Linked DNA regions of Mus musculus: all the other regions are linked to region 1. Evidence: chromatin contacts called from public HiChIP or PLAC-seq and promoter capture Hi-C data. All regions are on one chromosome and are shown on one strand. The core of a region is the stretch at or near the end of the contact, and the rest is flanking DNA. Distances in the headings are between cores, read along the strand shown.

Evidence for each region. HiChIP or PLAC-seq counts read pairs in DNA pulled down with a chosen protein or histone mark. Capture Hi-C pulls out chosen DNA fragments and counts their contacts.
Region 2: a contact with region 1 is called in an H3K4me3 HiChIP or PLAC-seq map of bone marrow-derived macrophages, with 7 times the contacts expected there. The contact joins the promoter of Zfp760 here to the promoter of Zfp946 in region 1. A contact is called at or near these places in 5 of 39 promoter capture datasets (cranial neural crest, liver, neural stem cells and 1 more), 1 of 484 Hi-C or Micro-C datasets (B cells) and 4 of 115 datasets of contacts at active chromatin or transcription factors (astrocytes, bone marrow-derived macrophages, large pre-B cells and 1 more).
Region 3: a promoter capture Hi-C map of adipose tissue shows a contact between it and region 1. The contact joins the promoter of Zfp229 here to the promoter of Zfp946 in region 1. A contact is called at or near these places in 3 of 39 promoter capture datasets (cranial neural crest, embryonic stem cells and liver), 1 of 484 Hi-C or Micro-C datasets (gonadal supporting cells), 4 of 115 datasets of contacts at active chromatin or transcription factors (astrocytes, bone marrow-derived dendritic cells, large pre-B cells and 1 more) and 4 of 9 other capture datasets (adipose tissue, liver, macrophages and 1 more).
Region 4: a promoter capture Hi-C map of liver shows a contact between it and region 1, with 4 times the contacts expected there. The contact joins the promoter of Zfp820 here to the promoter of Zfp946 in region 1. A contact is called at or near these places in 1 of 484 Hi-C or Micro-C datasets (Sertoli cells) and 3 of 9 other capture datasets (adipose tissue, liver and pancreatic islet).
Region 5: a contact with region 1 is called in an H3K4me3 HiChIP or PLAC-seq map of bone marrow-derived macrophages, with 7 times the contacts expected there. The contact joins the promoter of Zfp995 here to the promoter of Zfp946 in region 1. A contact is called at or near these places in 1 of 115 datasets of contacts at active chromatin or transcription factors (bone marrow-derived macrophages) and 3 of 9 other capture datasets (adipose tissue, liver and pancreatic islet).

Annotation. Positions count from the first base shown.
Region 1 is chr17:22,420,754-22,426,652 of GRCm38.p6, forward strand. It overlaps Zfp946 (zinc finger protein 946), which reads left to right and starts at 3,449. Exons shown (of 7, transcript NM_198003.3): 1 at 3,449-3,676.
Region 2 is chr17:21,704,971-21,710,869 of GRCm38.p6, forward strand. It overlaps Zfp760 (zinc finger protein 760), which reads left to right and starts at 2,771. Exons shown (of 6, transcript NM_001008501.2): 1 at 2,771-2,923; 2 at 3,641-3,752; 3 at 4,235-4,326.
Region 3 is chr17:21,729,958-21,735,856 of GRCm38.p6, forward strand. It overlaps Zfp229 (zinc finger protein 229), which reads left to right and starts at 3,767. Exons shown (of 6, transcript NM_001164676.1): 1 at 3,767-4,001.
Region 4 is chr17:21,842,531-21,848,429 of GRCm38.p6, forward strand. Zfp820 (zinc finger protein 820) reads right to left here and starts at 3,229. Exons shown (of 5, transcript NM_029281.2): 1 at 3,114-3,229. The region is part of intron 1 of Gm31758 (a long non-coding RNA gene); the gene reads left to right.
Region 5 is chr17:21,906,324-21,912,222 of GRCm38.p6, forward strand. Zfp995 (zinc finger protein 995) reads right to left here and starts at 3,603. Exons shown (of 5, transcript NM_001256493.1): 1 at 3,231-3,603; 2 at 1,726-1,873.

The DNA of each region.
Region 1 (5,899 bases), core at 2,199-4,698:
TCATACCATCTATGAAATGGTTAAGTGCCTTAATTTCCTATTGTATCTATTTGCTTTTTTGACTCTCTCAAATTTCTTCAGTTTGTTACTTTACCATTATTGTTACATGTGTCTGGACTTTTGTATTTATGTCTGTGCACCATACATGTGCAGAGACTACAGAGGCCAAAAGATAGCATGGACTCCATTGGAACTAGACTTAAAACTTTGACAATTTTAATGCACTGCCATTTGATTGTTGCTCTAAAACCCATCTTTTGGAAAAATAGCCAGTACGCCTCGCCATCAATCTTTATAGCTAGGTTAAAACTATATTAAATACGACTGGGAAGAACATGACACTTTGTCTTGTGACAGTGTCAGCTCAGTACTGTACATTTTCTTCTTTCTGGACTGTAAACTTAGAGTGACCAATATGCTCTTTATTGTGTTGAAATGTGTTTCTTTTATTCTGACTTGCACTAGGTGATTTTTGAACATTAGTGGAGGAAATACTGTTATTACTGAGATTTTACTGTATTACTGAGATTTTAATTCAGAAGATACTGTTGGCATTTTGGCTGATACATTATCGTTCATGTTTTTTTTTTTTTTCCATTCCCAGTGAGTGTTAGTGCTTTCCTGTGTTATACATGATGGTTTCTTTCATGTCTTTGGTATTCATTTGTTACTTACATGAAATGTGCTCTTTTATGTATCTTCATGGATAATTCGTGTCCGATTCTTCTGTGCATGTTTTATCTGATTATTATCTAAGAAGGGTCCTGGGTGAAAACCCTGTGTAATTTTTCCCCCCATATTCAAGTACACTTCCTATTCTCTCACTTCTAGCAGTCATTTTTTTTTTTCTGGATATAATGCTACAGTTGACATTTATTTTCTTTCAAGCCTTTAAAAATATCATTCCATGCTCTGCTGACATTAGTGTATGTCCAACTGTTCATGAATATTGTATTTTCTAAGCCTCTGTGCTAGGGGAAGACAGCTGGAAAATAGATTCACATGGTTCTAGCACAGAGATATGGAAAAAGCAGGATAGACCTGGGAGATGAGAAAATCTCTGTCTCAGAGAGAATATCCTTAGTAAATATAGACTAGAATTCTGAGGTCGACAAACTAGAGTCCTACTTTCTGAACAGCACACATAGCTATTTGAGCTTTTCTTACTTTAAACAATTCATGTTGAAACAAGTGATAGTGACCTTTGAATGGAAGGCTCAGAAATGTAGAAAAATGTCTGTTCATAAGTAGCTGTGCATTTGAGGAAGTGTCAATTCCAGATTTTATAAAAGCCATGCATCGTGGATTTCATAGAAGAAACATATAAAACCCTGGTTTATTCATGCCTTCCCAGAATACCCTCTTAATCTCCATGAATTTGAAGCTGCAGTTCTGTTTTTTTGTTTTCAATTGAAGATATGGAAAGGATTATGTCACGGAACACATTCATTTGCAATAAACAATACTGCTGAAATTGAAAAACAGCATCTCTCACTGGTGCAAGAATATTTGATTTGTTGCTGATAGACTTGACAACATTTGTCAGCCTGTATGTTAAAGACAAGAGTGATAAAGTGATGTGTCAGGCACAAATGCTCGTTCATTTGAACATACATGCAAAAATACTCATAAAATACTTGCAGAGAGATTCCAAGATCACATCAAAAATATCACCAAACATGATCAAATAGGCTTTGAAGGGGTAGTTCAATGTACAAAAATCAACAAATATAAACCACTATACAATATTGCAAAAAGACATGATCATCTCATTCCATGCAAAAAAGGTCTTTGACAAAATTGAATATCCCTTCTCCATAAAAGTCCTGTAGAGATAAAAGATATGAGACACATCTAAACATAATGAAGGCAGGTTACAGTCTGCCTTAATCCTGGAACCAGGATTAAGTTAAATGAAGAGAAACTCAAAGCACTTCCACTAAAATCAGGAACAAGCCAAGAATATCCACACTTTCCATATCTATTTAATAAAATAATTGAAGTCTTAGCTAAAGCAGTTAAGACTACTGAGAGAGATACAAAAAGATACACAGTAGATTGAAAAGGAAGAAGTCAAATACCCTTATTTGCAAATGATATTATAGTATACTTGTGACCCAAGAATTTCCACCAGGCAACTCTATAACTCAAACACACTTTCCCCAAAGTAGCTGAATACAAAATTAAAGCTATTAAATCAATAGGTTTCCTATATACAAATGACAAAGGGACTAAGGGAAAAAATTAGGAAAGCAACACCTTTCACAATAGCCTCAAAAAAAAAAAAAAAAAAAAAAAAGAGTATGTTGGTGTTAACTTTAACCAAACCAGTATATGACCTGTATGATACAACTTCAAGTCTTTGAAGAAAGGAAATTGAAGAAGACAATTAGGAAGTAGAATGGCTATTCTACCAAAAGCAGTCTACATATTCAACACATTCTTTATCCAAATTCCAGCCTGTATCTTACAGACCAGAGTGATAAAGTGATGTGCTAGGCACAAATGTCCTTCCCCTTGAAAATCCATTCATTTCTATGTTCATTTTCCTTACCATCCTGATCCTGACCATGAATCCCCTGTGCTTGAAATTTTAAATAATGCAAACTCACCACATTTTATTTTTTCCTGGCTATCAAGATTCTGTTGTGCTATCATTATATTTTCACTTACACAAATTGGGTCTTATGCTGATGTTTTCATTCATATTATGGTTGCTATGCTATTTACAGAGAAATATTCGGGAAAAGTATTTGCATTACCTAGTCTCTTTGCTATTGTGGCCAGGACAATGCTCCTGGAGTTTAACTTTATTCATGCTTTCCAAGTGCCCTGTTCTACCACTTGCAGTTTCTACCAAGTGTCCTTTACCCCTGCAGCTCCCCCGTGAGCTTGCACAGCTCTCCTCTTATTATTATCTGTCCCATACGTTTTTATCCACATTTTCATATGATTAGTCTTTCTTGTATTTCACATGTTTTAAGACTGGCTTTGGGAAGAAGCCAGGCTTTTTTACTTACTTTTAGTATTTTGTGTAGGGAATGGAAGGAAAGAAATCAGAATTGTGGGTATTGGTTGCCATTTGCTGAGCGTTTTTAAAAGCTCAGAAGGCTTGTATCTTAACTTCTTAGTTAGGCTGCCCATCTTTTATCTGAGGGGTTCAGAACTCAATTGGGACTCAGATATTGGGGTGCAGCGTCCTTACTTATCCTGTTCTGGTGTGAAAGCATATCGGAGGCTGTGCAGAGCAGGTCTAGGGCAGCCTGGCTGCTGGAGCTTTGTAGCAGGCTGCTTGAGACTGAGTGGGAGGGGCCGGAACCTCCCTGGGGCGTGGGTACTTGTCGGGCGGGGAGGGGGCCAGCAAAAAGAAAAAACCAGAGGGTCTAGGAAAGTAATTACGGAAAAGAAAGCGCCTGGCTTGAAGTGTTTGGGGGGAACCACGTGACCGGAACCGGGGCCGTAGTGGGCGGGTCTAGGAGAGCAGCTCCAAAGATCAAGTCAGATAGGAAAATTCACCATTCCCTTAGGTACTTAAGTGAACAACTTGTTCTCTAACCGGGGGCTGGTTTTCCTGTCCTGGTTATTTCTGGACCTAGGGAAAACTCGGGCCTGGAAGAGTCAGCCGTCAGCTGTGCAGCGGCGGACACCGCAGCCCCGCGGCCCTGGAACCTCCCAGGTCAGAGGCGCTGCGGGGCTGGAAAACGGGCGGGAGCCGAGGTGGGGGTAAGGGGGGGGGGGGGGATGGTTTCCCTGGACGCTGCTCTCCCAATTCTGTTGTGGATATCTTACGGTTGTCAGGAAGTTTGAGATCCTGTGAACTGGGATTTATCGTGATTTTTTTCATTCATCGTACATTTACCAGAATATTCAGTCATAAAATTACCCATAAAATATCTGGTAGAGCAGTTGCATTATTATATGCTGTTAGTTATTGTAACAGTTCCTGGAATGTAAATTCATTCATGCTTTCTAACTGCCTCGTTTTACTAATTGCTTATTCAAGAGAACGCCTTTGGCTCTGGTTAATAGGTATCCTCCAAGAGCTTTGTATATAATTGTCATATGAGGAAACGGTACAGATTTTTTTTTGAACCAGGAAGTGTTGGAAGCCGACCGCGGCTCACATGAACCGGATTTCACCTGGAAGCCAAGCTGGGGCTGAAAAGAGAGGGGAACTAGGCGGTGGAGAGAAAAATGGAGCTAAGTCAAGATTCCTGATCAAAGCTCAAATGTTTAATGGCAAATGCGCTTATAAAGGGGGGGGGGGGTGTGGTGGGGGTGGGGGAGGCCCATTCCCGCCAGTTCATCCTTGGAGCCTGGAACCAGCTGCAGGAATAGTCTCCGTCCCAGCTGGTAGCAGCAGTGGCTGAACAATAGAGTGATCTAGGTAGGAAGGCTCTACCCAAGGTAATCTCCTTAGTGGCAGCAAGTTCAAGGTCTGGCTTAGCCTGCTTCAGGCTGGGGGGAGGTTACTAGAAAGTAGACCGTATGGAGCACTACAGTTATTGCAGTAAACATTAACATTTATTAAGCATACTTTTTATTGCCCATGAATTATTCATCTGAGATGTATGCAGTTTAGGATGTAAGTAAAGCATTGAGAAATGGGTCCGTTTACAGGAAGCCTACAGCCAATATCAAATTAAATGAAGAGAAATTCAAAGCAATTGCAATAAAATCAGGAACAAACTAGGCCATTCACTTTCTCCACGATGTCTATTCAATATGAAACTTGAATTCTTAGCTAGCACAAGAAGACCGCTGAAGGAAATAAAGAAAATAAACATTGGATTACAGAGGAAAAAGTAAAAATCTTATTTGTAAATGATATGACAGTATATATAGGTGACCCAAAAAATTCCACCAGGGAACTTCTACAACTGAGAGAAAACTTTCCCCAAAATAACTGAAGACCAAATTAATGCACAAAAATCAAAAGATTGTTGTTGTGAGACTTTTAAGGACTGCATCTGTTTTACGAGGGGTTAAATTGGTCTATTTGTTTATCTGATGTTGATTTCACTTTAGAATATGGAAGCTATTACTTAAATTATCCATTTCTTTTAGATTTTTATCAATTATGTGGAGTAGACATTTTAAATGTGCTTTATGATTCTCTGGTTTTCCTCTGGGTCTGTTGTTATGCCACATTTTTGTTTCTGATTTTGTTAATTTAGATCTTTTCTCTCACCCTTATAGTTAGTTTGGATAAGGGTTTGTTGATCTTGTTGATTTTGTCAAAGAACAAACTCTTTGTTTCATTGATTAGTTGTATTGTTTCTATATTTCTATATAATTGATTTCAGCCCTGAGTAAGATTATTTCTTGTTGTCTAGGTTTAGTTTCTTTCTTACTTCCATCTTAACCCATTTTTTAGTACAATAGAGTTGTTCACTTTCTATTTGTTTGTGAGCACTGTACAACTGAATTCTTTAAGACAGAGCCAAATAACACTGCTTATTTCTGCATCTTAGATAGCCACCAGCTTCTCCATAAACCACTGAGTTTTCAAAAAGGACTTTCTGTTTCCCATAGTAGAGCTCCCTTTACGTGATTCCCAGAAGACAAAATCGTTCCTGACTTAGCACTACCACAGTATCACTATCTAGTGATGAAAGCCCAGGATGAATTCAGCAGTAGGGTTGAATGGGCTGAGAGACTTGATTTCTTGAGACTTTACTATGAGGTTCAGATATCTGGGTGCAGTGTCCTACTAGTTCAGGTCTAGGCTGTCAGAAATCATGTGGGGAGGCTGTGCAGAGTAGGTCCAAAGCCAGCCTGGCAGCTGCAGCTGTAAGGCAAGCTGTCTGAATCTGAGTGGAAGAGACCTCTTCAGGAGGCCTCGATAGTATTAGGACCAGGAGAGTGAAGAGGAAAAGAAAGTAATGGGATAGACTCT
Region 2 (5,899 bases), core at 1,521-4,020, 720 kb before region 1:
CTCCGAAAATCCCCTATCCCCTCCCCCATCCCCCTGCTCCACAACTCACACACTTCCATTCCTGGACCTGGCATTCCCCTATACTGGGGCATAGAACCTTCACAGGACCTAGGGCCTCTCCTCCCATTGATGACCGACTAGGAAGTTCACCATGTGTTTTCTTTGATTGGTGGTTTAGTTCCAAGGAGCTCGGGGGTACTGGTTACTTCATATTGATGTTCCTCCTATGGGGCTTCAAACCCATTCAGCTCCTTGGGTACTTTCTCTAGCTCCTTCACTGGAGAACTGGCGCTCTGTCCAATGGATGATTGTGAGCATCCACTTCTGTATTTGCCAGGCACTGGCAGAGACTCTCAGGAGACAGCTATATCACGCTCTTATCAGCAAGCTCTTGTTGGCATCTGCCATTATGTCCCGGTTTGGTGGTTGTTTATGGGATGTGTCTTAGTCAGGGTTTCTATTCCTGCACAAACATCATGACAAAGAAGCAAGTTGGGGAGGAAAGGGTTTATTCGGCTTACACTTCCATACTGATGTTCATCACCAAAGGAAGTCAGGACTGGAACTCAAGCAGGTCAGAAAGCAGGAGCTGATGCAGAAGCCCATGGAGGGATGTTCTTTACTGGCTTGCCTCCCCTGGCTTGCTCAGTCTGCTCTCTTATAGAACCCAACACTACCAGCCCAGAGATGGTCCCACCCACAAGGGGCCTTTCCCCCTTGATCACTAATTGAGAAAATGCCTTACAGTTGGATCTCATAGAGGCATCTCCTCAACTGAAGCTCCTTTCTCTGTGATAACTCCAGATGTGTCAAGTTGACACAAAACTAGCCAGTACAGGATGCATCTCCAAGTGGGGTAGTCTCTGGATGGTTGTCCCTTTAGTCTCTGCTCTGAATTTTGTCTCTTTAACTCCTTCCATGGGTATTTTGTTCCCCCTTCTAAGAAGGATTCTGAGATTTTGGGCTAATATCCATTTAGCAGTGAATGCATATAATGTGTGTTCTTTTGTGATTGGGTTACCTCACTCATGATGATATCCTCCAGATCCATCCATTTGTTTAAGAATATAATAAATTCATTGTTTTATAGCTGTGTAGTACTCCATTGTGTAAATGTACCACATTTTCTGTATCCATTCCTCTCTTGAAGGACATCTGAGTTCTTTACAGCTTCAGCCTACTATAAATAAGGCTGCTATGAACATAGTGGAACATGTGTTCTTATTACATGTAGGAGCATCATCTGGGTATATGCTCAGGAGTGGTATTGCTGGATCTTCTGGTAGAACTAGAAAACTCATTCTCTAGAGAAATTATACAAATGCAAAGAATGTAGTAAATCCTGTATTGAATTATCTCATCTTAAAAGGCATTACAGAATCCATACTGGTGAAAAGCCTTATAAATGTGATGTATGTGACAAATCCTTTAACCAGTGCTCAAGCCTTAAAACACATCAAAGAAGTCATACTGGGGAGAAGCTTTACAAATGCAATGCATGTGGAAAGTCATTTCCTCAGTTGTCAGCACTTAAAAGCCATCAGAAATTGCATACAGGAGAGAAGCCTTATAACTGTAAAGAGTGTGACAAATCCTTTATTCACTATGCCTCATATAGAAGGCATCAGGAAACTCATTCTCTAGAGAAATTATGCAAACACAAAGAATGTGGTAAGTACTTTCTTGAGTTATCACATCTTAAAACACTTTCCAGAATCCCTACTGGTGAGAAGCCTTACAAATGTGAGGTATGTGACAAATCCTTTATCCAGGACTCACATCTTAGACGACATCAGAGAGTTCATACTGGAGAGAGACCTCACAGATGTAAGGTGTGTGACAGATATTTTGCAAAGGGTTCAACTCTTCGAGCACATCAGAAAATTCATACTGGAGAAAAAAACGTAATAAAGCAATGATTGTGATATACCCTTTATCTAGCATACAAGTCTTAGAAGACATCAGAGAGTTCAGATTAAAGAGACCTTACATCTGTAAAGAATGTCACAAATCTTACTCGGTGCTCAACTCTAACAACACTTCAGAAAATTCATACTAAAGAAAAAAATACCCTTCTAAATAATGTGCCAGAGCATTTATCCGGTCTATACTTACAAATCACACCAGTATAAATAATATAAACATAAATATCTGGACATGGTGGTATAGAACTTTAATCCCAGCACTTGGGAGACAGTGCCAATTGGATCTGAGTTTTGAGTTTCAGGTTTTGGCTTGCCATTTTGTGTGTGTCCGTTGGGGATCGGACTCTGGCCTCTGAATTTAACCTGCTATTGTTTGATGTATGTAGCCCACAGGCTGCTAGTCAAGTCGAGACTATCTTGCATCTGAAAGGTTCCGAATCAAGAGTGTGGGGCAGGTTCTGGGGTGCAGTGTCCTACTAGATCCAGTTCTGGTCAAGGATGGCAGTGCTCATGGTGAGGCTGCGCAGAGAATGTGCAGAGCAGCCTGGCGTCTGGAGCTGTGTGGAAGGCAGCCTGAGACGGAGTGGGAGGGACCGGTCTCCACGGGGCGGGAAAACTGGTCTAGAAAAATAGAGCGAAGAGAAAACTAAAGCCCGCATGGAAGGCCTGGAAAACTCAATTGGACAAGGGATTTGAACCAGTGGGCTGGGTCAGAGAACCTACGTAACCGGAACCTATCTATAATAGGCGGACCCAAAGGCGGCTCCAGTGGCCGCAGGAGGGAGGGGCCGGAAAACCCTCCATTCTCTGAGAGGAAATCTTTGTTTAAGGGCTGGACGGCCGACACTGGCCAGAGTTTCAAGTAGATGTGAAAACTTCCTGCAGCCACTGGAGCCTCGTAGAACGGTCTGGGAGACTCGCCGGTCCGCACCACAGTGGCGGGAACCGCAGCCCGGCGATCCTAGCATCTCCCAGGTCAGAAGAGCTGTAGTAAACAGGTAGGAACTGGACCAGGGGCATGTTCAGTTTTCTGCTGCTCATAAGGATACCGTTTTCACAATTCTGGTGAAGGGTAATACCCTTGAAGATAAGTTTGAGAACATATGAAATGGGACACATGCTGATTTTACCATTTATCCGTGGTTTCCAGAATATTCTCAAGACTGTATCCCTTAGACTAATTGAGTTTATGTTTTGACCATTGAAAACACTATTCTTTTTGCTGTTATGCAAAAACTAAAACTGTTGGCATTTTCTAACGCCCTTGGTCTACCCGTTTCGTATTCAAGAGAGAGGAATTTGACATGGAGACTTTAAGGTCCCAGAGAGCTTGTTAACTACCAGCCCCATAAGGAGTAACTGCAGATTTTGATCAGTTTGTGGATTTTTTTTTTTTTTTTTTTTTGCTAAGCTACACAGTTATGTTTGTAAATTTTAACAATTCTTAAATAAAGGTTTTACTCATCACTCATTTTGCATTTGAGATGCATACACGCTGATGTGAATATAACAAATATGTGTTCTTATGCTGAGGTTTTAAGGCACACCTCAGGAGTCCAGAGAAGTACAGTATGCATGTTGAGAGTGAGGATAACAGGCCACACTGTTTACATTAGAAAACAGTATGTAATGGGACAAAGTTAGAAAGTATCTTTTCTGATGCAAGAAACACTCTGACAATGGACAAAGGGCAAACTGTTGCTTTGTAATTTCAGGGTTGTTGACATGCGGTGAACTTCTCTCAGGAAGAAGAGGAAATGCCTGGACCTCACTCATAGGGTTTTGTACTGAGATTGAATATTGCAGAATTGCAGCAGTCCTGTTTCTGTGAGTAACAATAGTCTCTTGCACTTTTCCTTGCTCCTCGGGGTTCCTGGGGAAATTACTCTGCATGTGTGTGAGCTGTGTGTGAATGAGATGAGCCTCACATCTCACAGAAGAAAGTGAAAGCCTCAGAGAAAAAGACAAAGTTTTCATGAAATTTCATCTGTTCTTCATGTTTGTTATTTTGGGATGTGTAAGGCTTCTTTCGTTTTTGTTCCATGATGAAACTAGATACTCAGTAGTTTATAATATCACTCCAGTAATACAGATTCATTTTTTTCCCTTGAGTTTTGATTGAGCTATGATTAGAAGTAGGATTCAAGTTATGGAAACTCAAAATGCTCCCTGAATATTTTCAGCATGCTGACCCTATGTAACAGTTGGGGGATCATTTGTAGAACCCTCTGTTCCCTTTTCTGTATTTCTGCTGAGCATAGTACTGTGTTAGAAATCCTGGTACTTACTGAAGAATCTCTCATATGCAGGGCTTGCACTTTTCAGCTACACCTGCTTATCGTCGAGCAGGACAAAGTGCCCTGGAAGGTGGAGAGAGAGGCATCAGTAGCAAAGGATCCAGGTATGTTGGAGGATTGACAAAGGGGTGGGAAGGAGTTTAAGTGACAGTGGAAATGGGACATGAAGTCAGTTTTGCCACATTCTGTTGTAGAGATTATTCTGGAGACTTCCACTGAGAATAATGTCCTCAGGATTATCCTTTGTAAACTTTAGAAGATTCTCTATGTAAGAATAAATACTAGGAACAATTACAATTTGATTGGATTTTGATTGTGAATGATGCTATCCCTCTTCCATTCATATTGCTAATCATGTATTTGTACCAATATTAAATGACTTTCCTTTCTATAATTTTAATGTAGTTCTTTACTAGGATACTTGATGCTTTTAAGTTTCTGCTTCAAAATTTGGGAGCTTATTGCATTTTCCTTGGTTCTAAATCTTTTCAAGTTATTTTCTTCAATCCATAAAATAATGCCAGTGTAAATTTGACAAGCATTGCTTAGTATCTCTCTGAAGTATTAAACTCCATCTTCACTGTCTTCCCATTAACTCTCTCCTGTTGTTAGTCTTCATTACAGTACTCAACAGTTTGCATCGCTATAATTTTAATGTATTTTGAAATCTCCTCTAGGTTTGATCCTTCTCTTATAATTTTTTAAGTCTATGGTTTCTCATAAGTTAGTGAATTTTAGGGTTTTTTCTAATTCTACAAAAATAAATGTAAGATTTTGGTATAGATTGCTTAGCATATTTATAATACATAGACCTCCTCTACATTGTCTTTCTATGTTTGAATTAGAATATTCTAGCACTGTGTCTTTTAATGTATTCTGTTTTCCATCTGCTGATGGTGTCTGTGTTTCAGATTCAGGGAGAATTTTTAAAACATTGATATTTGTTATTTTTTTAATTCTGGTATTTCTAGGACACGGCCACACTAACAAATATCTTTTGAAGTTAGAGAATTCTGCCTGGGTGTCTCCTACTATTATGTGGCTGATATTTGTGGATACCTGCTAGACAATTGGTTTTCTGTCTGATTTCATTGTGCCTCGAAGACTGGTGGATGCTGAAGCTTCCCTGCATCGCTGTCTATTTTCTCCTTACAGTTCTACATTGATTGCTTCTCGTATTTGGATGCTTTTGTGAAATGCATTTATATCGAATGCAATCCTGTTTGTCAGTTTGTGTTCTTTTGTCATAATATGTAGTTCTGTTCATGAGTAAGTCCCTATGTCCCCATATGGATGTGTTTTTACTTTCTCTTACTATACAAGTTTCATTTTACAGATCATACATGAAGGTCTGATTCATTGTACACTGGGAGAGAATTTGACCCAGGTTCATATTTCTGTGTGGATAAATAGTTGTCTCAACATCATTAGTTAAAACAGCTACCTCTTATGCAGCACATAGGTGTTGTTTTGGTGATTCACATGGCCATTGCTATTGGTCTGGCTCTGTTTCATTGGGCTGTGTGTCTACTCATCTGCCACTCCCATAATATTGTTGGTCATGTGGCTGTGCAGTGTCATCTGGAACCAAAGCTAGGACAACTTAAGCTCTGCTCTGTACTCTCAGGGTCTCTGCTTCCATGGAAATTTGTAAGAGTCTCTGTAGTGTATCTGTGA
Region 3 (5,899 bases), core at 2,517-5,016, 690 kb before region 1:
ATGCTGGTTGTCAGTGGCTGGAGAGAATATGAGATAATGAGTAATGGCAAGGCTATTGCTTAGTGGCATGGATAAGTTACGTTAATTGCCACAACATGATAAATATAAACCATAATCTAACATGTAATGCTTTAAATGATTAGAAAGATAGAATTTGGATATGTTCCTTATAAGAAAGAATAGAGGGTTAATGTATAGATATACTAAGTACTACAATTAGGTCAGTGTTAGCCGGGCGTGGTGGCGCACACCTTTAATCCCAGCACTCGGGAGGCAGAGGCAGGCGGATTTCTGAGTTCGAGGCCAGCCTGGTCTACAGAGTGAGTTCCAGGACAGCCAGGGCTACACAGAGAAACCCTGTCTCGAAAAAAAAAAAAAAAAACCAATTAGGTCAGTGTTGCGTGCACGCGCACGTGTGTGTGTGTGTGTGTGTGTTTCTTATCACAGAAATAAAAAAGAAAGACATGGGGTCTCACCATGTAGCCCTTATTGCGTCCCGCTCGACCGGCAAGAAAGACGCAACAAACCAGAATCTTCCGCGGCAAGAGCTTTATTGCTTGCTTCTCAGGAAGATCCCAAACCGGGAAAATGGCGCTGCTTTTATAACCCGCAGCGTGACGTTTCAGCACCTGATATGGCGTGACAGCTCCTGGTTCGTTGCTTGCCCATCACCCCACTATTACACCCCGAGAATGGGAGTGACTAGGAGTGAATTCACTCTTGCACCTGCGTACAGGACTTGTTTACTAGTTAGGCACAGCGGAGGCCCGCGCCATCTTATAATGGCGATTGCTCGCGGCACACACGGCTCTCCTCAGAGATTACTGGCAGCACGCATGCAATTGCTCGCAGCACGTACCGGCTCTCCACAAGCCCTGTTTTGTTTTTGTTTTTTGTTTTCAAGACAGGGTTTCTCTGTGTAGCCCTGGCTGTCCTGGAACTCACTCTGTAGACCAGGCTGGCCTCAAACTCAGAAATCCGCCTGCCTCTGCCTCCGGAGTGCTGGGATTAAAGGTGTGTGCCACCACCGCCCGGCATCACCTTGAACCCATGGAGATCTGCCTGCCTCTGCCTGCTGAGTGCTGGGATTAAAGGTATGTGTCAGCCCATCAAATAATAATAGTAGTAATTACAGTAATATTTTGGTTTTCTGAGACAGGGTTTCTTTGTGTAACCCTGGCTGTCATGGAACTTATTCTGTAGCCCAGGCTGGCCTGGAACTCAGCGAGATATGTCTGCCTCTGATTCCTGAGTTCTGAGATAAAAGGCATGGGCCCCCACCAGCTTACTTTAGTAATTCTTATTAAAACATGAACTGCATATTGAGCATTTCTGGTCATTAAGAAGATCCATGTTCTTATCTTGTCATTTCTATATATTTCAGTGGCTGGAGGTATTGTGCATCTTTATTGTTCATTGTGGTCATTTCAAGCACGCATTACTAAATAATACAACATCTAGCAGTTCATTGGTGGTAGAACTCAGCATGCACAAACTGAGGATTTTCCTGTATGTTCCAGAATATGTCAGTAAATAACAGTTGACAAACTTTATATGGTCATCATCTGTCTCATCTGAGACCAGTACTGTGAGAAATCCTTGTAATTTCTGAATAAATCAGGAGTGGCCATGTGCCTCTTTCTCATACCGTGTCTAAGGTAGACCAGGAGCTAAACCAAGAACCCTGGGCTGCAAAGAACGGGGAGATAGTAATCAAACAAAGAGTCAGATTTGAGTGGATGAAAGAGCCCAAGTAAGGAGTTCAGTCAAGTTGAAAACATACTTGAAAATGATTTTTCCTTGCTGTTTCTCAAGAAACAAGTCTTCTTTTTCTATTTAACTTTTCATTTATTTTGAGGATTTCATGAATGAGTATTGTGTGTTTACATCATTTTCACCTCTTTTAACTGTGTGTGTGTGATTCCTGGTGAGTCAATTTAGTGTTGTGAGGTACATGTATTTATGGATAAACACTTGGAATTAAATAAACGATCAGTTTTAGAGATTAGAAGGTGTTTGATAGTTTTCACTCAGGAAATTGCCAAGTTTTCAGTCTTGGTCAAGAATGATGTGTGGTGGCACACACCTTTAATCCAAGCACTTGGGAGGCAGAGGCAGGCGGATTTCTGAGTTTGAGGCCAGCCTGGTCTACAGAGTAAGTTCCAGGATAGCCAGGGCTAGACAGAGAAACCCTGCCTCAAAAAACCAACAAAACAAAACAAACAAAACAAAACGAATGATGTGTAATGTAATCTAGGGTTACTGGTTTTTGTTGTTTTTCTTTAATGATATCTCTTCAGTTTGTTGATCTATATTTTGACTAAAATACATGGGCTATAGTTTTTAAAGTTTAAAAACTGTACATATTTGTTTTTAATAAGTAAAACAGTATTTTTAGTATAACATTGAAGCTAAATGGAAAAATATCTTGCCTCTAATTTGAAGCACTCATATTTTATTATTTCAGCATGTGAGAAGCAAAGGATAATTACTTGGCTTATTTTGTGAAATTGGTAACTCAGTGGGATGGCTTCCTTGGGAATCTTTTTCCCTGGGGGATATAACCCCCAAATATTTTACTTGATTTTTTTTAACACAAATTGTATGTTTGTTCTATTTTAGATTTGATCAGTCCAACACAAGTAGGCAGCATTGTAATTAGAGTCCTATTTTATGTGTGTTGATGCTGTGTTCATAAAATTTAGCCACTTAAGTGGCTGAAGAACTTAACTTTGTAGTTTCTACGAGAGGCACTTGGCCACGGAAGTATTTGTTTATGTTCTGCTTAAAGAGCAAAAGGGTTTTGTTGTCCCAGTCAGTAATGGGAATGACAAGGTTTTCCCATGAAGAACAGTGTCTTTACCCAAAGCAGTATGTGCCTGATGTCAAGTAAAGGGTGGGAGGGTCGAATTCCTTTCAATGTCTGTAAAGAAATTGATGCCTGCCAATGTGCTGTCAGAAAGCCTTTAAACAAAGAATCCCAAGATCAAAGCATCAAAGATTCAGGATGTTGATACTCCACGCGACCTGTGACATAAACACTGAAGACATATTGCTCTGAAGAAACAACAACAACACATACACACATAGACACACGCAAAGGGACATGCACAACGTTTACCAGGAAAATTAAGGAAGTCAAAAATGCCAGGAACAGATTACCAAGAAATATAGCCTATGTTTACTGAGAGCTTCTACTTTTTTTTTTTTTTTTCAAGACTGGATCTCGTTATGTAGCCCTGGCTGTGCTGGAACTCACTCTGTAGGCCAGGCTGGCCTTGAACTCAGGCCTGGCTCTGCCTTCTGAGTGCTGAGATTTTACAGGCTTGCAACACTACTGCCCAGTGAATTTCCTTTTTCCCCGTTACTTCATATTAAGTTTTCCTTAACACCTGGCCTTATTGGATTCATCTATTTAGTCCTCATTTTTCTCTCCACCCTTTGCTTGTGATTTCTTGATCTCCAGTCATTTTGTTCTGTCATTTTTAAGTTTCGTTCAGATATTTGAACCCTTTCTTTGGGCTTTCACGCCATTGAACAGTCTCTAGAACTGTTTTGTAGTCTGCCTCTAATTTGCCGTCCTTAGAGAACACTGCCCCCTTTTCACCCTTTCCCATGGCAATTGACATTTCTTAAGGTGTCTGCCGCCCAGTGGGCGTTGGATACTTGCAGTTTTCAGAACAACATAGCTGGGACCCTTGGGAAAGTAAACGGAACAGGAAGTAGGTGGGCGGGATTGGGTACGGTGAGAGGACACTTAATAGTGGGTGGGACCAGAGTAGGCAACATATTCCCAAAAGCGGGAGAGGGCCTCAGCAAAACTCGCCTTTCCCTCAGAAATTTCCGGGGACACCTAGTGCAGAATCTGGGCCAAGGACACTGCCCAGGGTCTTGCGGAGACGTGAAAACTCCCGAGAGCCGCAGGTGCCGCGCGGGGCATCCTGGTAGAGTCAGCAGCGCGGCGGCGGAAACCGCAGCCCGGCGGCCCTGGAACCTCCCAGGTCAGAGGCGCTGCGGGGCTGGAGCGGAGTAGGGTGTGATCGGTTTCTGGGCTACTCATTAGGACTCTGCTCTCATGAGCTCCTAAGAACTGGACAATTCCTGACTTTTTTTTTTCTTGTAAGGTTTTCAACATATTCTCTTAAAAATCTCACAATTCTCTTTGTTAGTTCGGAAAGAACAAAACACTTTAAATTATCCAAGCTTTTCAAGAGAGTAGCATTTAGAGCTGGTGGATTGTCAACCTAAAAAACTTGTTAGATATTAGTCACATAAGGATCGACAGAAGAATCACAAATATATTTTCACAAACTCCACAGTTATAGTTGTAATCATTAATATTTACTCTGTAGAATTTTATCACTAACTTGACATCTGAGATGCACACATTCTATGATGTAAATACAGTACTCAAAATCTTGTATTCCAGGTGAGGGTCTTAATGTTACATCTTAGAGTCCAGAAAGTCACCTTATGCATGCTGAGTGTGAAGATATCAGACCCTACAGTATGTTCAGTGACAAAGCACCACAGTAGAAAGGACCTTTGCATAACTGTGGCTGCTTACTTACTTCAGAAAACAGTCTCCAATTCAATGTGCCCTTGGTTCATAACCTGCACTTTACTCAAGGGCAGGTGGCCAAAGTGTTGCTTTTTATTTCAGGATTTGTTGATCTCCAGTGATGTGGCTGTGGACTTGTCCCAGGAAAAGAGGGAATGCCTACACTCTCTTCACGGGGCTTTTTGCATAGAGACTTCATGTTAGAATTAAAGTGGGATAAGGTAGAAAAGACCATTTATTTGATACTGAATTACTGATTTATTGAATGATTTACTTAAAGCACTGCTGTAGTGTTCTGCAACTTCATCTTGCTACTTGGAACAGAATGACCTGGAGAGGTGGCGGAAACAAAAGTCTTGCCCTTACCTACCTTACCCGCAAAGCTTACATCTGTCAGCTGTAACCTGCATTTGAAAAACCTCCAAGCTAACTGCCTTGATGCTTCAGGGAAGTCCTGCTTACTTTCCTTCTGGCCCCACCTTGTGCTTATAGACTATAAAATGCATATAGGAACTGGCCTGGAGACCAGGCCTTTCAGAGCTCTCCCACCTTTGGTCCATCTGTGACATCTATTCTTTCACTGGCAGTGGTGTCTCAGAGTGCTTATTCTAGAATGATTACAATAGAAGCACAGCCTTTGGTTACTGTGTGTGAGAAGAGTTTTCTGGATCTATTATTTTCTCATCCTCAATTTCCTTCTCAAAGGAAGGGGCCGCACGTGTGTGAGCTCAGTGTGGCTGAACTTCACACCACAGCTCATTACAGGGAGAGATTCTCAAAGCAGGAAAGGACATTGTTATGAAGTGTTCTTTACTCCCCATGTTTCTCATTTGGGGAAGTGTTGGGTTTCTTTCATTTCTGCCCCATGGTAAATTCAGAGACTCAATAGTTTAAAATATTGTCATCCCAATCATGAAGTTTCATTTCTGCTCTTGAGGGGTTTTTAATTTTAAAACATTTTGTATTTGCTTGTGTGTTTTTGCTTACATGTATGTCTACACCACTTTCATGCCTTGTGCTACAGAGGCCAGAAGAAGGGGTCAGATACCGTGGGATTGGAATTACAGATGGTTGTGAGCCACGGTGAGCGTGCTGGTCCTTGGTCCTCTAAACAAGCAACAGCTATGAAACAATCTTCCCTGCCCTTTAGTTTTGGCTGAGCTGTGATAAGAAGTGGGATTCAAGTTATACAAACTGGAAAAGCTCCCTGAATCTTTTCAGTATTCTAACACCACATGACAAATGCGGAATCATTTGTAAAATTCTCTATTTAGTTTTCTCTTTATCTAATTGAGCATAGTACTGTGTTAGAAATCCTGGTACTTAGCCAGGCGGTGG
Region 4 (5,899 bases), core at 1,979-4,478, 580 kb before region 1:
TACACAAAGAAGAATTGCTCTACTATTAAAAAAAATTTATGACATAATGGTTCATATCTCCAGAGCCACCAATGCCTCTGAGGCTGTCAGTATGTCCCATTACAAAGCCACCAATTATATTTAAAAAATAAAGAAGAACACTAATTGCTAAGGCCCATATAAATTTTTTTTTTAAGGATTTTCTGTCAAGAGTGTTGGAAACATTTATGGTAGGTAACAGGAAAAGCAAAATCAATCAACTTACAAAACAAAGAATATTAACAAATAATCAAATGGTATATTCCCAGAAAACTATATGATCAACATGAATGCATTTCACAAAAGTTTCCAAATGCATTAAACAATCATGACATGACTGAAGGAAGCAGATAGATGGTGATGCAGATAAGCTTCAATATCCACCATTTAGAAAGACAGCCATGACCAGCACTGAAAACCAGTAATGAGTAGCACACCTCTGGAAAACCATCTACACAACAGCAGAAGATGCACAATCTTCTCAAACTAATGCAGAATTCTGGACTTGGACCATGTCAGCAAGGCCAGGTTTTAACCCCAGCACTGGAGTGGATCGAGATCTCAGTTCAAGGGGAGCCTTATCTATGGAGTTCCAGAACTGCCAAGACTACCTAGACAAAGTGTCCCCAAAAATAAAATTAACAAAGAAAAAATTATTTAAACCTAGTAATGACTACAGATTTTTAAAATGTCTTCTCCACATTTAACACTCAAGAGACTTGAGGCCTCAAGGTTTCCAGTGGGGTGAGGTTGGGAGTAGGGATGCCATCTTGGAGATGGGGGGGGTGGGAGAGTGGGATGGGGAGTGCTCAGAGGATGGACGAGGAGGGGGTTGGCGACTGGACTGTGAAAAAAGATTAAATAATAATGATAAAAAATTAAAAATTTGAAAAAAGTTCCTCTCTAAGAATCTGGAATGCTGACATTAGTAGAAGACACAGGAACACTGTTAGCATGTTCTCAGTCAAACGTGAAGAAATATAAAAGGATGTCTTTAAAATTGGAAATACCAAAATCACACAGATATTTTTAAATATAGAGAAATCATTCCAAAAATTTATAAAATGAGAAACCACAAAATTTTTTTTTAAAAGATTTATTTATTTTATGTATATGAACACACTCCAAATACACCAGAAGAGGGCATTGAATCCCATTACAGATGGTTGTAAGCCATCATGTGGTTGCTGGGAACTGAACTCAGGACTTCTGAAAGAGCAGTCAGTGCTCTTAAACACTGAGCCATCTCTCCAGCCCCACAAAAAAAATTTTAAATATATGAGAGAAGGATCAAACCCAAGGGTGATTTCAAAGTATATTAAAATTATAACAGTGCAAATCTTGAACAGTTGACAAGAAGACCGACAACAGCGGGTATCAGTGGGAAGGTAATATAGACAGAGTTTAATACTATGCAAAGTTACTAAACAAATCTTATCAAAATCTTGCTGGCATTACTTTAGGAAACTGAGAAATTAACCATAAAAGATAAGACAACTTAAAGGAACTACACAATGCTCCAAAACTCTATGAGCAGAAAAAAACTAACAGGCATCAAGTGTTCTGACTGAACAATACATTAAAATTGTAACAATGAAAATGTTTAATATTGGTACGAAGATATGATCAGAGATGTGAATGGGAGGGGGACAATATCCCTCACATACAAACCAATTAAATTACATTTGCCTCTGTAAATTAATTCTTACATAAAAGGTATTCTAAAAATTACAGTGGGAATATTCCGATGTTATTCTCACTGCAATTATCTAGAAATATTTAGAATGAAATAGAATCTGGCAAAACAAATCTCATGTCCTCTTTCTACTGGGATTTGAGCCTCTCCCTATACCTTCTTCACTCCCTCTAACACACCTGGATCCTTTGCTAGTTTCCTCTCTTCACCATCCAGGGCTCTCAGATTCACAGGTGAGTTGAACTACCTGAGGAGTGAGACACCTGCACATGGGAAAGAGTCTTCAGGAAGCACCCAAACTTTTCATGGAACAAAATTAAAGGATACCTAAAAAAGGATAAACATGAAGGAGCGAGAAAATATCAGAAATAAAAATGTCTCTTTTCCTCTAAGCATGTAGGCTCAGACACATGCACAGTCATTCTCCCTTGAACTCTGAGGAAGAGCTAGGGAGACTTCAGGAAAACTATTGTCATTAACAGAAACCAAACTGCTGCACTGTCCAAAAGAGATCTCTGCCAAAAGCCCTGTTTGCAGGGTCTAGGAATTCCCATTTCTCCTACAAGAAGTCCACAGTCACAGCACTAAATGATAACAAATCCTAAAATAAAAACAACAGCTTGGCCACCTATGTATGGGCAGAATTCTTTCCTTCAACCAAGGAGACAATTTTCTGATACAGGGGAATGATCATAATTACTCAAAAGATGCTTTCTAAGCTTTATTTTAATCTATAGTGGATTTTCTAATTATATAAATAGTGCGGTCTGATACACTCGCACTGCAATACTGGGCTTGCTTGGACCCAAGGAGTAACATAAGAACTCAGCATATGAAGACATATTTCTGAATGTTTTACTTACATCCTAAACTGCATACAACTCTGATTAAAAAGTTCATGGCCACTAAAAAGTCTGCTTAGTAAATATTAGTGTTTACACCCATGACAATGCACTCGACAAAGTTTTTGTTTTGGTTTGGTTCAATAAATCTGCACTGGTTCCTCATAAAATATTATATACAAAGCTCTCTAGGGAAGCCTATTAACCAGGGCCAAAGGCGTTCTCTTGAATGAGCAATACTTGCTTTCTAACAAGGTAGTGAGAAAGCAAGAACGAACTTACTTTCCACTATCTTTGTAATTGCCACATTAGGAAATAGGAAACAGTGCAACTGCTCTTTTATGAGTTATTTTACGACTGAATACGATGGTAACTGGAGGATAAATGAAAAAAAAAAAAAAAAGTCATGATCAATCCCAGTTCACAGGATCTCAAACTTCCTGACAACCATAAGATATCCATAACAGAATTGTGAGAGCAGCGTCTTTAAGAGCAGCTGCGGAAAACACCCCCCTGCTCCGCTCCCGCCAGTTCCCCAGCCCCGCAGTTCCTCTTACCTGGGAGGTTCCAGGTCCGCTGGACCGCGGTTCCCGCCGCTGCGCTGCTGATCCTGACTCCCCCGGCCCGTAGCAAAGGAACTGCTTCTCAGGAGACTTTTCCAGGGCCAGAGAGCGCTAGGACGCGGAAACCAAAACGTAGCAAAACGATTGGTAGAAATTCTTGTCACTCAGGCCTGGATCCTTCGGGCTGCTCTCCTAGACCCTCCCACTAAATGCTGGTTATGGTCACGTGGTTCCCCTAAACATTTTGGTAGACCCCTCCCTGCTTTTATCCTGTTTCTGTCAAGGTCCTGCTCTTGCCAGTATCCCTGCTCCGGGGATTCAGTTCCCTCCCTCTCAGTCTTAGGCTTCCTGCCACACAGCTCCAGCTGTGGACCTGCTCTGCACAACCTCCCTACTGCTTGCTGAAGGACTTGAAAAAACTGGTTCCATAGGAAGCTGCATTCTGACATCTGAGAGTGAGCTTTGAAACCCTCAGATAATAGATTGGCAGCCTAACTTCTTAGGTTGGAATAAAACTCTGGGCTACAAACGCACAGCAAAATATAACCAACACCCTAAATTCCAATTTCTTATGTTTCATTCCCAACACACAAAACTAAATATGAGTCACAAAGTTTGGCTCCCTTCCAAAGTATGTGTCAAAACATACATGAAATACAAGAGAGACCACTGAGGTGAAAATGTGGATGGGACAGAGAATGGTGGGAGGGTGCTCTGCAAGCTCTCTGGGGAGCTCCAGGGACAAAGGTCACTCTGTAGAAACAACAAGCTGTACAACAGGGCAGTGGGAAGCACTGATAAAGTTAAACTCCAAGAGATTTGTCATGGCCACAATAGCAAAGAAAATAGATAATGCGCCGGGCGTGGTGGCGCACGCCTTTAATCCCAGCACTCGGGAGGCAGAGGCAGGCGGATTTCTGAGTTCGAGGCCAGCCTGGTCTACAAAGTGAGCTCCAGGACAGCCAGGGCTATACAGAGAAACCCTGTCTCGAAAAACCAAAAAAAAAAAAAAAACAAAAAAAAAAAAAAAAAAAAAAAAAAAAAAAGAAAATAGATAATGCAAATAGTAGTTTGCACAAATATTTTCCTGTAAATAATCTAACAATCATAACATGAATGAAAACATTAGCATCAGCCCCAGTTCATGTGAGTCATAATGTAATAGAAAATGTAATAGAATTTTGATAGCCAGGAAAAATAAAATGCCTTCTGACGTGAGTATATAGTACTTAAAATTCCATGCAGACAGGATTCATGGTCAGGATCAGAATGGTAAGGAAAATGGACGTAGTAATACTTGAATTCTCAAGGGAAAGGGCATTTGTGCCTGACACATCATTTTATCACTCTGGTCTGCAACATACAAGCTGGTATTTGTGTAAGGAATGCATTGAATTTATCGATTTCTTTTGGTAGGATGGCCAGTTTTACTATGTGAATCCTCCTCATCCACAAGCATGGGAGATCTTTCCACATTCTAGTATATTCTTCAATTTCTTTTGTCAAAGACTTGAATCTTTTATCCTAGAAGTTTTACACTTGCTTGCACTATGTTGTGGAAAATATTTAATTCCAACTGTTATTACTGCCCAGCTTTTGATGATTCACTTCAAAGGTAAACGACATACACAATCTTTACAATACGCCTTTATCAGCGCCAGAACTAGGAATGTATCTATCATCTATGCTATTTACATGTCTATTTTCCAACTATTAATCCTGTTATATTTTGCCATGTTTTATCTTGGCTGTTTGAACTACAATTAGCCAGCCAACATAGCCATTATCTAAGACTCTTAGCCCATGGTGGTTTCCTCTACTTCCATCTTCTTTCTCCCCAGGGTTCTTCTCTGACACACCTCCCCACCAAGCCTATTTCTCTTCTGTCCATTTATTAGCTGTAAATATCTTTATTCACCAATAAGGAATAACTTGGAGTCAAGGTTACAGAGCATCACTTGGGTACCTGCAGAATCTCTGTTTCCTAGGAGGCAACCGGGCCTTGTGGACACTATTTAGCATTACAATATAAGCAAAAGACAGAACACCAACACAGTAGAGTTAGCACTACTATACTTTATATTTTTTGAGGCTATTGTGAAAGTTGTTGTATTGCTGATTCTTTCCTTTGGTTTGTCACTTGTATAATGGAAGACTATTGATTTTTTTGTGTGTGCATTATCTTTGTATTGAGCTACTTTGGCAAAAGTGTTTATGAGATATAGAAGTTCCTTGGTGGAAATTCTTGGCTCGCTTATGTATACTATCATATCATCTACTAATAGTGATACTTTGACTTTTTCCTTCCTAATTTGTATTCTCTTGATCTACTTTATTTGTCTTATTGCACTAGTTAGAACTTCTAGTACTATATTGAATAGATAAGAATAGTGTGGACAGTTTTGTCTTGTCTGTGATTTTAGTGGAATTGCTTTAAGTTTCTCCCCATTGAATTTGATGTTGCCTATCGGCTTGCTGTATATTGCTCTCATTGTGTTTAAGTATGTCCCTTATATCACTGATATCTCCAAGACTTTTATCATAAGATGGTATAGAATTTTTTCAAAGCCTCTTCAGAATATAATGATGATCTTGTGGTCTTTTTCTTTCTGTTTGTTTACATGTAGAATACACTGATGGGTTTTCTTATGTTGAACCATGTTTGCATTTCTGAGACTACTTCATCGTGGTGGATGATACTTTTGATATGTTCTTGGATTTGATTTGCAAGTATTTTATTGAGTATTTTTGCATCAATGTTCATAAGGTAAATTGGTCTG
Region 5 (5,899 bases), core at 2,353-4,852, 510 kb before region 1:
ATCAAAATTACTTTGAGATTCCCGTCTTACACTTGCCAGAATTTCTAAAATCAATAAAACAAGTGACAGCTCATGGTGGAGAGGATGTGGAGCAATACAAACATCCTTCCATTGCTAGAGGGAGTGCAAACATGCACAGCCACCAAGGAAATCAGTGTAGCAATTCCTTAAATTGATGGGAATCAAACTACTTCAAGATCCACCCATAGTGCTCTAGGATGTATACCCAAAGTACACTCCAACCTACCCAAGGACCCTTGCTCAAACATGCTCACTGCATCTTTATCTATAATAGGCAGAAATTGAAATCAACCTACATGATCCTCTACAGAAGAATAAATAAAGAATATATGGTATATTTACACAAAAGAGAATTACTCTGCTATTTAAAAGAAACAGAAAAATGTGACACAATGCTTCATGTCTCCAGAGCCACCAATGCCTCTGAGGCTATCACTATGCACCATTACAACGTCAGTAACTTTATTAAAAAAATAAGGAAGACTATTAATTGGTAAGACTCAACGAAGTTTTTTAAGGACTTGCTGTTAGGAGGGTTGGAAACAATTATCGTAGGTAAGAGGAAAAGCAAAAACAATCAACTTATAAACAAAGTATATTAACAAAAGATCAAATGGTATATTTCCAGAAAACTCTATGATCAACATGAATGCATTTCACAAAAGTTTCCAAATGTATTAAACAATCATGACATGATTGTAGGAAGCAGATAGATGGTGATGCAGATAAGCTTCAATATCTACCATTTGGAAAGACAACCATGAACGGCGCTGAAAACCAGTATTGAGTAGCACAGCTCTGGAAAACCATCCACAGGACAGGAGAAGAACAATCTTCTCAAACCTCATGCAGAAGTCTCAAGTGTGGTCATGTCAGGACAAGTCAGAAAGGCCAGGTGGTGCAAGCCTTTTACCCCAGCACTGGAGAGGCTGCGGCAGCAGATGTCTCAGTTCAAGCACTGGCTTATTTTCTGAATTCCAGAACTTCCGGGACTACCTAGACAAAGTGTCTCAAAAAAGAAAAATAACAACAAAGAAAAAAATTCTTCAAACCTACTAAAGATTGCAGAGTAAAAAAATGTCTTCTCCACACCTAACCCTCAAGAGACTTGAGGCCTCAGGGAGTGGGTAGGTCTAGTGGGTGGGGATGAGAGGTGGGGATGCAAATCTTGCACAAATGATAAGAAGACAGACTACAGCGGGTATCAGTGGGAAGGTAATATAGACAGAGTTTAATACCTTGCAAAGTTACTAAACAAATCTTATCAAAATCTTGCTGGCATTATTTTAGGTAACTGAGAAACTAACCGTAAAAGATAAGACAACTTAAAGGAATTACATAATGCTCTAAAACTCTATGAGCAGAAAAAAAAAAATAACAGGCATCAAGTGTTCTGACTAAACATTACATAAGAATATAACAATAAAAATGTTTAATATTGGTAGGAAGATATGATCAGGAATGTGAATGGGAAGGGGACAATATCTCTCACATACAAACCAATGAAATTACATTTGCCTCTGTGAATTACTTCTTACATAGAAAGTCTTCTAAACCCTACAGTGGGGATATTCTGATGTTATTCTCACTGCAATTATCTAGAAATATTTAGAATGAAATAGAATCTGGCGAAACAAATCTCATGTCCTCTTTGTACTGGGATTTGAGCCCCTCCCCATCCCTTCTTCACTCCCTCTAACATACCTGGATCTTTGCTAGTTTCCTCTCTTCACCATCCAGGGCTCTCAGTTTCACAGGTAAGCTGAACTACCTGAGGAGTGAGACACTTGCACATGGGAAAGAGTCTTCAGAAAGCACCCAGAACTTTTCATGGAACAAAAATGAATGATGCCTAAAAAAGGATAAACATGAAGGAGAGAGAAAATATCAGAAATATAAATGTCTCTTTTCCTCTAAGCATGTAGGCTCAGACACATGCACATTCATTCTCCCTTGAACCCTGAGGAGGAGCTAGAGAGACTTCAAGAAAATTATTGTCACTCACAGAAACCAGACTGCTGCACTGTCCAAAAGAGATCTCTGCCAAAAGCCCTGTTTGCAGGGTCTAGGAATTCCCATTTCTCCTACAAGAAGTCCACTGACACAGCACTGAATGATAACAAACCCTAGAGTAAAAAACAACAGCTTGGCCACCTATGTGAGGGCAGAGTGCTTTCCTTCAACCAAAGAGACAATTTTCTGATACAGGGGAGTGATCATAATTATTCAAAAGATGTTTTCTAAAACTTTATTTTAATGTATAGTGTGTCGAAGAGACTCCAATATTGGGCTTGCCTGGACCCAAGGAGTAACATAAGAACTCAGCATATGAAGACATAGTTCTGAATGTTTTACTTACATCCTAAACTGCATACAACTCTGATTAAAAAGTTCATGGCCACTAAAATGTCTGCTTAGTAAATATTAGTGTTTACACCCATAACAGTAGGGCTCGATAAAGTATATTTTTTGGTTCAATAAATCTGCACTGGTTCCTCATATAATAGTATATACAAAGCTCTCTGGGGATGCCTATTAACCGGGCCAAAGGCATTCTCTTGAATAAGCAATTAGTAAAACAAAGCAAGAAAGCAAGAACAAATTCACTTTCCACTATCTTTGTAATTGGCACATTAGGAAATAGATGGTGCAACTGCCCTTTTACAAGTTTTTTTTTTCCATTTTTTTATTGGGTATATTTTTACATTTCAAATGTTATCCCCTTTCTCAGTTTCTCCTCCACAAACCCACTATCCCCTACCCCTGCCTCTAAGAGTGTGCTGCCCCACCTACACACTCACTTCTACCTCATCGCCCTAGCATTCCCCTACCCTGGGTCATTGAGCCTGCACAGGACCAAGGGGCTCCCCTCCCAGTGATGACCAATAGGGCCATTCTCTGCTACAAGTGCATCTGGAGCCATGGGTCCCTGCATGTCTACTCTTTGGTTGGTGGTTTAGTCCCAGGGAGCTTGGGTTGGGGCGGGTAGGGTGTTCTGGTTTAACAGTGATTTTATGACTGAATATTCCTGTAACTGTAAGATAAATTTTAAAAAATCACGATAAATCCCAGGTCACAGGATCTCAAACTTCTGGTCAGTGGTAAGATATCTACAACAGAACTGTGAGAGCGGCATCCATAAAAGCAGCTGCGGAAAACATCCCCCTGCTCCGCTCCCTCCCGTTTCCCAGCCCCGCAGCTCCTCTGACCTGGGACCTTCCGGGGCCGCCGGGCTGCGGTGCCCGCCGCTGCGCTGCTGACTCTCCCAGGTCCACAGTCACAAAACCGCGTCTGTGGAGACTTTTCCGGGTCCAGAAAGGGCAAGGATGCGGAAACCGGAAGGTAGAAAGACGATCGGTGGAAGTTCCTGTCACTCAGGCCTGGATCTTAGGAGCTGCTCTCCTAGACCCGCCCAATAAACCGTGGTTATGGTCACGTGGTCCCCCAAATCAGTTTGAGAGCAAGAGCTTTCCCCTCCTTAATTACTACTGCTTTTTTCCTGTTCTGGTCAATGTCCTGGTCTTGCCTTTATCCCTGCCCCGGGGATTCCATTCCCTCCTGCTCAGTCATCAGCTTCCTGCCACACAGCTCCACCTGCGGACCTGCTCTGCACAACCTCCCTACTGCTTGCTGACAGACTAGAAAAAAACTGGTTCCATAGGAAGCTGAACTCTTGACATCTGAGAGTGAGTTCTGAAACCCTCAGATAATAGAGAGGCAGCCTAACTTCTTACCTTTGGACACTAGCCTCCTAGGCTACAATCGCACAGCAAAATATAACCTAGACCCTAAATTCTTTTTTTTTTTTTTTTTTTTTTGTGTAGAGTAGAGTTTATTTAGGGCATGGGGTGGGGCTTTAAGAGAGTAATGGAGGCAAAGAAAGACAGAGAGAAGGAGAGAGTAGGTAAGTGGAGACTGGCCTTGCCCTCCTGGAGAGAGGGTGGAAAGGAATGGAGGGCAGAGGAAGGAACAAGGGAGGAAGAGGCCAGAGAGACAAGACTTTAAGAGATAAATTCCAATTTCTATGTTGCACCCCAACACACAAAACTAAAAATGAGTCCCAAAATTTGGCTTCCTTCCAAAGCATGTATCAAAGCATACATGAAGTATAAGAGGGACCACTGAGATGAAAATGTGGATAAAGACAGATGGAACAGAGAATGGTGGGAGGGTGCTCTGCAAGCTCTCTGGGGAGCTCCAGGGACAACGGTCACTCTGTGGAAACAACAAGGTGTACAACAGGGCAGTTGGAAAGCACTGATAAAGTTAAACTCCAAGAGATTTGTCATGGCCACAATAGCAAAGAAAATAGATAATGCAAATAGTTTGCACAAATATTTTCCTACAAATAGTCTGACAACCATAACATGAATGAAAACATCAGCGTCAGCCCCAGTTCATGTAAGCAAAAATACAGTGATAGCACAACAGAATTTTGATAGCCAGGAAAAATAAAATGCCTTCTGACGTGAGTTTATAGTACTTAAAATTCCATGCAGACGGGAATCGTGGTCAGAATCAGAACGGTAAGGAAAATGGACGTAATAATACTTGAATTCTCAAGGGAAAGGGCATTTGTGTCTGACACATCATTTTATCACTCTGGTCTATAACACAGAAGCTGGTATTTGGGTAAGGAATGCATTGAATATATATTTTTCTTTTGGTAGGATGGCCAGTTTTACTATGTGAATCCTCCTCATCCACAAGCTTGGGAGATCTTTCCACATTCTAGTATATTCTTTAATTTCTGTCTTCAAAAACTTGATTCTTTTATCATAGATGTCTTATACTTGCTTGCAATGTGGTGTGGAAAACATATAATCTCAACTGTTGTTTCTACCCAGGTTTTGATTATTCACTTTCAAGGTAAAAGACATACACAATCTTCATAATATGCCTTTATCAGCCCTAGTACTAGGAATGTATATATCATCTATGCTATTAGTATGTCTATCTCCCAACTATTAATCCCACTATATTTTGCCATGTTTTATTTTGGTTGCTTTGAACTCCAATTAGCCAGCCAACATGGCCATTATCGAAGACTCTTAGCTCATGGTGGCTTCCTCTTCTTCCACCTTCTTTCTCCCCAGGGTTCTTCTCTGACACACCTCCCCACCAAGCCTATTTCTCTTCTGCCCAACTATTAGCTGAAGGCATCTTTATTCACCAATCAGTGATCACTTTGGGGGTAAGGATAAAGAACATCACTTGAGTCTCTGCAGAATCTCTGATCCCTAGGAGGCAACCAGGCCTTGGGCCACTATTTAGCATTACAATATGAGCAAAACACAGAACCTCAACAGCATAGAGTTAACACCAACATACTTTATATTTTTTGAGGCTATTGTGAAAGGTGTCGTTTTCCTGAATTTTTTCTTTTATTCAGTTTGTCATTTGTATAATGGAAGACTATTGATTTTTGTGCATTAATTTTGTATTTAGCTACTTTGGGGAAAGTGTTTATGAGTTATAGAAGTTTCTTGGTGGAAATTCTTGGGTCACTTATGTATACTATCATATCAATTATAAATAGGGTATTTTTAATTCTTTCCTTGCCATCCAAATTGTATCTTCTTATTCTCCTTCAGTTGTCACACTGCTCTAGCTAAGACTTCAAGTACTATGTTAAATAGATAGAGATTTTACTGGAATTGTTTGAGTTTCTTTCCCCTTAATTTGATCTTGGTTCTATGCTTGCTGTAATCTGCCTTTATTATGTTCAGTTATGTCTCTTGAATCTTTAATACCTACAGAACATTTATGGAGAAGGGGTGTTCTATTTTGTCAAAGGCCATTTCTGCATGTTATGAGGTGAACATGCCTTTTTTTCTTCAGTTCTTTTTTCGGTATGGTGGATTATTTTTATTGATTC